2 separate regions of the Sus scrofa genome follow, and region 1 is linked to region 2. The links are chromatin contacts, called in public HiChIP or PLAC-seq maps. All regions are on one chromosome and are shown on one strand. The core of a region is the stretch at or near the end of the contact, and the rest is flanking DNA. Distances in the headings are between cores, read along the strand shown. Region 1 overlaps GOLGB1 (golgin subfamily B member 1). Region 2 overlaps ILDR1 (immunoglobulin-like domain-containing receptor 1).

What was found. HiChIP or PLAC-seq counts read pairs in DNA pulled down with a chosen protein or histone mark.
Region 1: an H3K27ac HiChIP or PLAC-seq map of alveolar macrophages shows a contact between it and region 2. The contact joins two enhancer-like sites. A contact is called at or near these places in 1 of 47 Hi-C or Micro-C datasets (epiblast stem cells) and 1 of 2 datasets of contacts at active chromatin or transcription factors (alveolar macrophages).

What each region holds. Positions count from the first base shown.
Region 1 is chr13:138,816,666-138,820,081 of Sscrofa11.1, forward strand. GOLGB1 (golgin subfamily B member 1) reads left to right here. Exons shown (of 23, transcript XM_021070274.1): 15 at 525-2,439. Among named protein-coding and RNA genes, the nearest start is that of HCLS1, 34 kb to the right of the region's middle. Within about 2 kb of position 2,111, at least 11 of the 83 cell types and tissues checked have an H3K27ac peak or open chromatin away from gene starts, as enhancers often do. A contact at or near this core is called in alveolar macrophages, where this site is marked.
Region 2 is chr13:138,554,434-138,557,966 of Sscrofa11.1, forward strand. It overlaps ILDR1 (immunoglobulin-like domain-containing receptor 1), which reads left to right. Exons shown (of 9, transcript XM_005654050.3): 6 at 2,538-2,669; 7 at 2,881-3,372; 8 at 3,375-3,533. Among named protein-coding and RNA genes, the nearest start is that of ILDR1, 25 kb to the left of the region's middle. Within about 2 kb of position 1,333, at least 9 of the 83 cell types and tissues checked have an H3K27ac peak or open chromatin away from gene starts, as enhancers often do. A contact at or near this core is called in alveolar macrophages, where this site is marked.

The DNA of each region.
Region 1 (3,416 bases), core at 861-3,360, 260 kb after region 2:
CACTGCAGCACCCAAGCCACAGCAGTGACAACAGTGGATCCTTTACACATGGAGCCACCAGGGAACTCCACAAACTCCTATTTTATATCATGTTTCAAACTCAAGAGCTAATAATCTTTCTCCTACCTTATACTCTTCCATTTTTAGTAGGATTCTTCTGCTCTGGAACATATTTCCTCATTGTCTCTCATACCAATATTATTCCTTTAGGTGGCCAGACAATAGCTTTTCTAGAGCAAAATAAAGCAAAATTGGGGACACTTTTTAGAGTGTCCAAAGTCATATCACTAAATTAGCAACATACTTTGGAGTTTATGATTTAAATATATGAATTCTGAGGTGCAATATACATTTAATACAGAGCGTTCAGTAGAACTAATATCTGTTTATTAAAAAGATGAGCACTTTTAATTATGAATATTTATTCATTTATAGATCTGAGTACATGTAGAATGTGTTGCTTAGGCATCACACAAGTACTTTTCCCTTAAAATATGTATTTAGCGACCTTTCTTTTTTTCTAGGCTTGAGCATGACAAACAGACTTGGGAGTCCAAAGCCAAGACAGAGGTCCAGCTTCAGCAGAAGGTCTGTGACACTCTACAGGGGGAAAACAAAGAACTTTTATCTCAGCTAGAAGAGACTCGACACCTATACCATAGTTCTCAGGGTGAACTAGCTAAGTTGGAATCGGAATTTAAGATCCTCAGAGACCAGTCAACTGATTTAAATAACTCTTTAGAAAAATATAAGGAAAATAAAGAACATTTGGAAGGCATCATAAAGCAGCAAGAGGCTGATATCCAAAATTGTAAGTTCAATTATGAACAGCTAGAGACTGATCTTCAGGCCTCTAGGCAACTGACCAGTAGGCTGCATGAAGAAATAAACATGAAAGAGCAAAAGATTATAAGTCTGCTTTCTGACAAGGAACAGGCAATCCAAGTAGCTGTTGCTGAACTGCATCAGCAGCATGATAAAGAAATTAAAGAATTAGAAAATCTACTGTCCCAGGAGGAAGAGGAGAATACTGTCCTAGAAGAGGAGAACAAAAAAGCTGTTGACAAAACCAATCAGCTTATGGAATCACTGAAAAATATGAAAAAGGAGAACATGCAGCAGAAGGCTCAGCTGAATTCCTTCGTTAAATCCATGTCCTCTCTCCAAGATGACCGAGATCGCATCGTAAGTGACTACCAACAGCTGGAAGAGCGACATCTCTCGGTGATCTTGGAAAAAGACCAACTCATCCAAGATGCTGCTACCGAGAATAATAAGCTGAAGGAAGAAATTCGATGCTTAAGGAGTCATATGGATGATCTCAATTCTGAGAACGCCAAGCTCGATGCAGAGCTGATCCAATATAGAGAAGACCTGAACCAAGTGATAGCAAGGAAGGACTGTCAGCAAAAGCAGCTCCTTGAAGCTCAACTTCAGCAGACTAAGGAGCTGAAAAGTGAGTATACCAAATTAGAAGAAAAACTCAAGGAGTCTGAGGAAGCGAAGGAGGAGCTGAAGAGGTCCTCTCTTGCTCTACAGGAGGAGAAGCAAGGTTTATCCAAAGAGATTGAGAGCTTGAAAGGATCTATATCCCAGCTAAAGAAACAGTTGACAGCCTTGCAAGAAGAAGGTACTTTAGGAATATTTCAGGCCCAATTAAAAGTAAAAGAAGAAGAGGTACAGAAGTTAAGTACTACTCTTTCTTCCTCTCAGAAGAGAATTACAGAGCTGGAAGAGGAATTGGTTCGTGTTCAGAAGGAAGCTGCCAAGAAGGTGGATGAAATTGAAGATAAACTGAAGAAAGAACTAAAGCATCTTCATCATGATGCCGGGATAATGCGAAATGAAACTGAAACAGCAGAGGAGAGGGTGGCAGAGCTTGCAAGGGATCTGGTGGAGATGGAACAGAAGTTGCTTGCGGTCACCAAAGAAAATAAAGATCTCACAGCACAAATCCAGTCTTTCGGGAAGTCAATGAGTTCCCTGCAAAATAGTAGAGATCACGCAAATGAGGAGCTTGAAGGCCTGAAAAGGAAATATGAGGCCAGTCTGAAGGAGCTGGCACAGCTGAGAGAAGAACAGGGCCTCTCAGGCAGGGAGAGAGAGGTTCTTGTTTCTAAAGCTGCATTTCCGGTGCACTCCACTGGGGATGACAGCTCACCCCACCTTGAGAGACTTAACCAGCAGCTTCTTTCCAAAGATGAGCAATTGCTTCACTTGTCCTCACAGCTAGAAGATTCTTACAACCAAGTGCAGTCCTTTTCCAGGGCTATGGCCAGTCTGCAGAACGAGAGAGATCGCCTGCTGAATGAACTGGAGAAATTCCGCAAGACAGAGGAAGGGAAGCAGAGGTCTGCAGCCCCACCCACAACCAGCCCAGCTGAAGTACAGAGTTTAAAAAAAGCTATGTCATCACTCCAAAATGACCGAGACCGACTAGTGAGTGTCCAGTTTTCTCTTTCAAATCTGCGTTTGAGAGTTTTTGAATCTTTCTTTAAATTGATTTTCACTTTTATAGAAAGTGACCCCCCAAAAATGTATTCGTATTTTCTGGGTACTCTGGGACGATGTTATACATCCCACAGATTCTTTTTGGTCTTAGAGAAACACAGAAGCATTGTTTAAATTTCCATAAATCTGCCATTACCATCTTAAGAAAGATTACAAATTTCCTTTGCACAGAACTTTCCATTGGTTATAAAAGGACTAAAAGATGGAGAGCTGTTTTATATACTTGATACACACACAGAATTTGTCATAGTTTAATTGAATGAAAGCATAGGGATCACTTAGAGCCTTCTTATTGTGACAGTTTAGCAAAATCTGGTGGTATTAAGGGTAGAGAGGATTCAGCTTATCTCATATGTAAACTCGACCCTAATATGTCAACAGAATGTCCAATGTGGAGTTCCCGCTGTGGCTCCATGAAATTAGCAGTGTCTCTGCCATGCTGTGTCACAGGTTCAATCCCTAGCCTGGCACTGTGGGTTAAGGATCTGGCGTTGCCACAGCTGTGGCATAGTCACCAGCATGGCTCGGATCTGACCCCCGGCCTGGGAACTCCATATATGCTGAGGGGTGGCCAAAATAAGGGGGGGTGGGAGTTCAATGTAAAAAGGGTTCATTTAAATACATTTAAATGGCTGCTTAGTAAAGCTTTATTTGCATACTGAACCATTTACCCACTTCCCTGTAATTACTCAACTTTTTTTTTTAAATCTGAGAGAAAGATAAGGGATATAATGTTAAAATTTTACTGCTTTTGGAAGTAATTGAATCCAGCATTTGAATCCAGGCCTTATTTTTCTGAAAACGTACAGTTGTCACTGCAGTAGTTTGGGTCACTGCTGTGGCTTGGGTTCAGTCCCTGGCCCGGGAACTTTTCACATGCTCTGGGCACAGACAAAAAAAAGAAG
Region 2 (3,533 bases), core at 83-2,582:
CAAATTGAAGTTCATGTAACCCGCCAAGCCTGTATTCAAGGAAACCTATCCCGGATATCATAATTCTCAGAATGTTCTTGAGAGTGGACAATCAACTCCAATTCAACTCTCCGAATGAAAATCAAGGAGCTTGACAATGTGGATTTTCTCACCTTGTATTAGACTGAGGCCTAGACTGGGAGTGGGAGCCAGGAGTCTGTATATTTAACCAGTTCATTAAAGGTGACCAAGGCAGACTTTACCCCACTGAGGTTCGGAAATAATGTATTGGGAGTCTTTTGAAGCTTTGTTAATTTCTGTGCATTGCCTATTTTCTAGCCTGTCTGATTTCCCACTGGGGGAGCAACGGACACCCCTAGAAGTTTAGATCTCCCTGTAGAGCTGTTTCCAGGGACAGGAGGGCAAGGGAGAAGCTCAGTGTATTTTTCTACTCCCATCTCATGAGTTCTAGTGCATCAGGGAAGGGAGGGATCCTGGGAAAAAAATGGTGGCAGCTAAGAAAGGAACAGGTGTGTAAATATGATAGGAAAGCTCATGATGGATCTGGAAGGGTTTCTAGGGAGTCATCTGTGCAGGGGTTTCATTAATTAAAAAATCATTTGGGGAGCAAGGAGTAAGCCCGACTCTCATTCTCTCCAATCAGGAGAGTTGGTAAAGGAAGTGGCCAAGAGGGGGGATAGGTACCATCTGGAGGAAACCGAGATTTAATTAGAGGGGGTCAGGGGATGGATAGATGGATAGAGTTGTTACCAAAAGAATCAGGTGTCTCCAGTCCTTAGAAGCAGAGATTAGTCTGGAGTGGGTTCCGAAAGATGTGGTGCTGAGTGGAGAGAAATAAAGGGAGGGGGTACTTCTGGGGAAGAGTTTATTTTTTGGTTTATCACAGAAATAAAGGAGTCTGGGGACTCTGTGGTTTGGCAGAAAGGGTACAGGCTCGGGTGTCAGACACAAGGTCACATGCTGCCTCTGCCAATCACCAGCTGTGGGACATTGGGCCGGGAAGGTAACCTCTCTAAACATAACTTCCTCATCTGATTCTCAAATGAAGAGATATTTCTGAGGATTGGTTAGTACATGTCAAGTGACTGGCACATATTAAGCAGGGCATTACATGTGCTGGATGCAGCATGTATAGTGAGCTGGGGGAGGCATCTGTTAATAAGAGGGAGAGGAAAGTGCTGAGCAAGAGGACTTGTCTTCGGAGGATCTGGGGTGCTGTCCCTGGGCATGAAGGTATAGCAGCTGGGTGAGCTGCTCTAAGTTTGCATCTGATTTCCTCCAGCCTGGGCTGTGACTCACCATCAGGGCTGGAGCTCCAGATATTTCTGGGGGCTTGGCTACAACCACTTCCTGTTGTGCTGGAAGTTGGTTTCACACTAGAGCCATTGGGTAGCCTTCCAGGTGGCTCTTTAGCTGCTGGCCTTAGCGAATCCCTTACCCTATGCAGCTGGGCCCAGAATGCCTGCCTTCTGCCCCCACCTACTGTGGCAAGAGGAAGCCTCTGAAAAAGCCCTCTTGCTTTAGGGGTGGGCACTGGGCTTGGGAAACCCAGAAAGAGATGAGAGTGCTAAGGCAGGCATTCCCTGCACTTAAGCACACGAGTACATTTCCTACATGCATGGATAGACAGGGACCTTGGGAGACATGTGCACTCAGTCTCCATTAACCCAAAATAGAAATTCATGAGCAAAAACAACTAGATGCATTCGTTTTTAATTTGCACTTGCTGTGGGATGCATGCTTCAGATCAGCTGCCCCTAGGGGACTGGAGAACCATTTCTGTGGATCTCTTGTGCTGCTTTTTCATATTCTTTACCTTGCCCTGAAAGGAAATGGTATTTCCCTTCTCCCTTCCCTGCTTCTACTCCACCCATTAAAGATTCCCCCTACTTAGGGAAAACCCCAACACTTAATAAAGTGAGGAGAAGAGCAGAAAGGATCCACTTCAGCTTTTTGCATTCTCTGCCCTCTTCCCCCTGGTTTTCTCCCACCCTGGGCTGGCATTACCAGCCAAAAACATTCTTCAGTCCCTCTCCTTTACCAGTAATTCTGCCCATTGACCTCAGCATCAGTGTCCTTCTCTATTTCTTTTTCCACTTTGAGAAGGCAGTCCTGAGCTTCCCAGGCAGCCTCTGACTCACAGCTCCTCTAAGCCCTTTGCATCTGTACCTACTATATTTGGCCTGTGGCCTGAGATTTCATTGCCTGGTACTATCTATGTATCTACCTACACCTTTTAGGTAACCTTTAGGATTGGGTAGGATGATGAAATGTTTTGGAGACTAGGAAGTCAAGTTTTAAGAGTGTACTTTCCTAGGGTTGCAGGAGTTGCAGTCTTGCCTAGGGAATTTATTCCTAGTGCCTTGCCAGTTGATTTACTACTTCCCTTCACTCTTACTCTCACGCAAGCGAGGTCACAATAAACTTCCAGGAGAGAAAGTGGCTTCTTGGCAAGGCTGCTAGGTGGAGAGGAGTGAAGTGGGAGGTGTGGGCCTTGCCCTGGCTGAGGTTCTGCATTTCTCCTTTTCCCCCTGCAGCCCTGGCCCGCCATCGCTACATGAAGCAGGTTCAGGCCCTAGGCCCTCAGATGATGGAAAAACCCCTGTACTGGGGGGCGGACAGGAGCTCCCAGTTTTCATCTTATCCAATGAACCCACTGCTACAGCGAGGTAAATTTTGCCAGAAATTTGGGGTGGGAGAGGGCAAGGTAGGACATGGGCTGCATCGGAGATCTTCAGAACCAATATGGTGGGCATCTTTACCTTTGAGGATGGGAGGGGGTAGATGCAAGCTAAATAAGGTGGCACTTCGGTGCCCTGATTCTGAGGAGCATGTTTCTGCCCAGCAGTTTTGCATGTTTTTATCCTTATTTCCATTCAGATTTGTCCCTAAGATCCAGCCTTCCAGAGGTGCCGGTGACCCAGACCTCCGCTCACCCTCCCATCACCAGTGGTGTCCTAGAGTATTTGGAGAAAGAGCTGCGGAACCTCAACCCAGCCCAGCCTCTGCCTCCTGACCTCCAAGCCAGATCTGGCCATCCCTGCAGCATGCTGTCCTCCCTGGGCTCTGAGGTCGTGGAACGCAGAATCATCCACCTACCTCCACTGGTCAGAGACCTGTCGTCTTCGTGGAGGACCAGCAGCTCCTCCCGTCAGCAGTGGGTGCCGCCACCGGCTGCCCCCGCACCCCGGGATCTGAGGGAGGGGAGGAGGCAGCACCGCTACTCTGATTTCCACCTGCAGCCCCGGGACCAGGAGTCTAAGCGCTGGGCGTTGGAGCAAAGGGAGCTGGACCAACTGCGGAGTGGAAGACACCGTGGCCCCAGGCAGCGCGGGTCACCCACCCCCTGGTCAGACAGGGACAGCCTCAGCGATGGCCCTTGTCCAGCGAGGCCCGCAGCTGCTCCCGCCGTCCCCGGAGCCGCTACCCAGAGAGATCCCGCAGGCCCAGCCCCCGAGGGAGCGCCCAGGGGCACCGGAGACGCAGGCCCCGCAGCTACTCCCCTCCCCCGGCCTCGGACCTCAGTTCCTGGA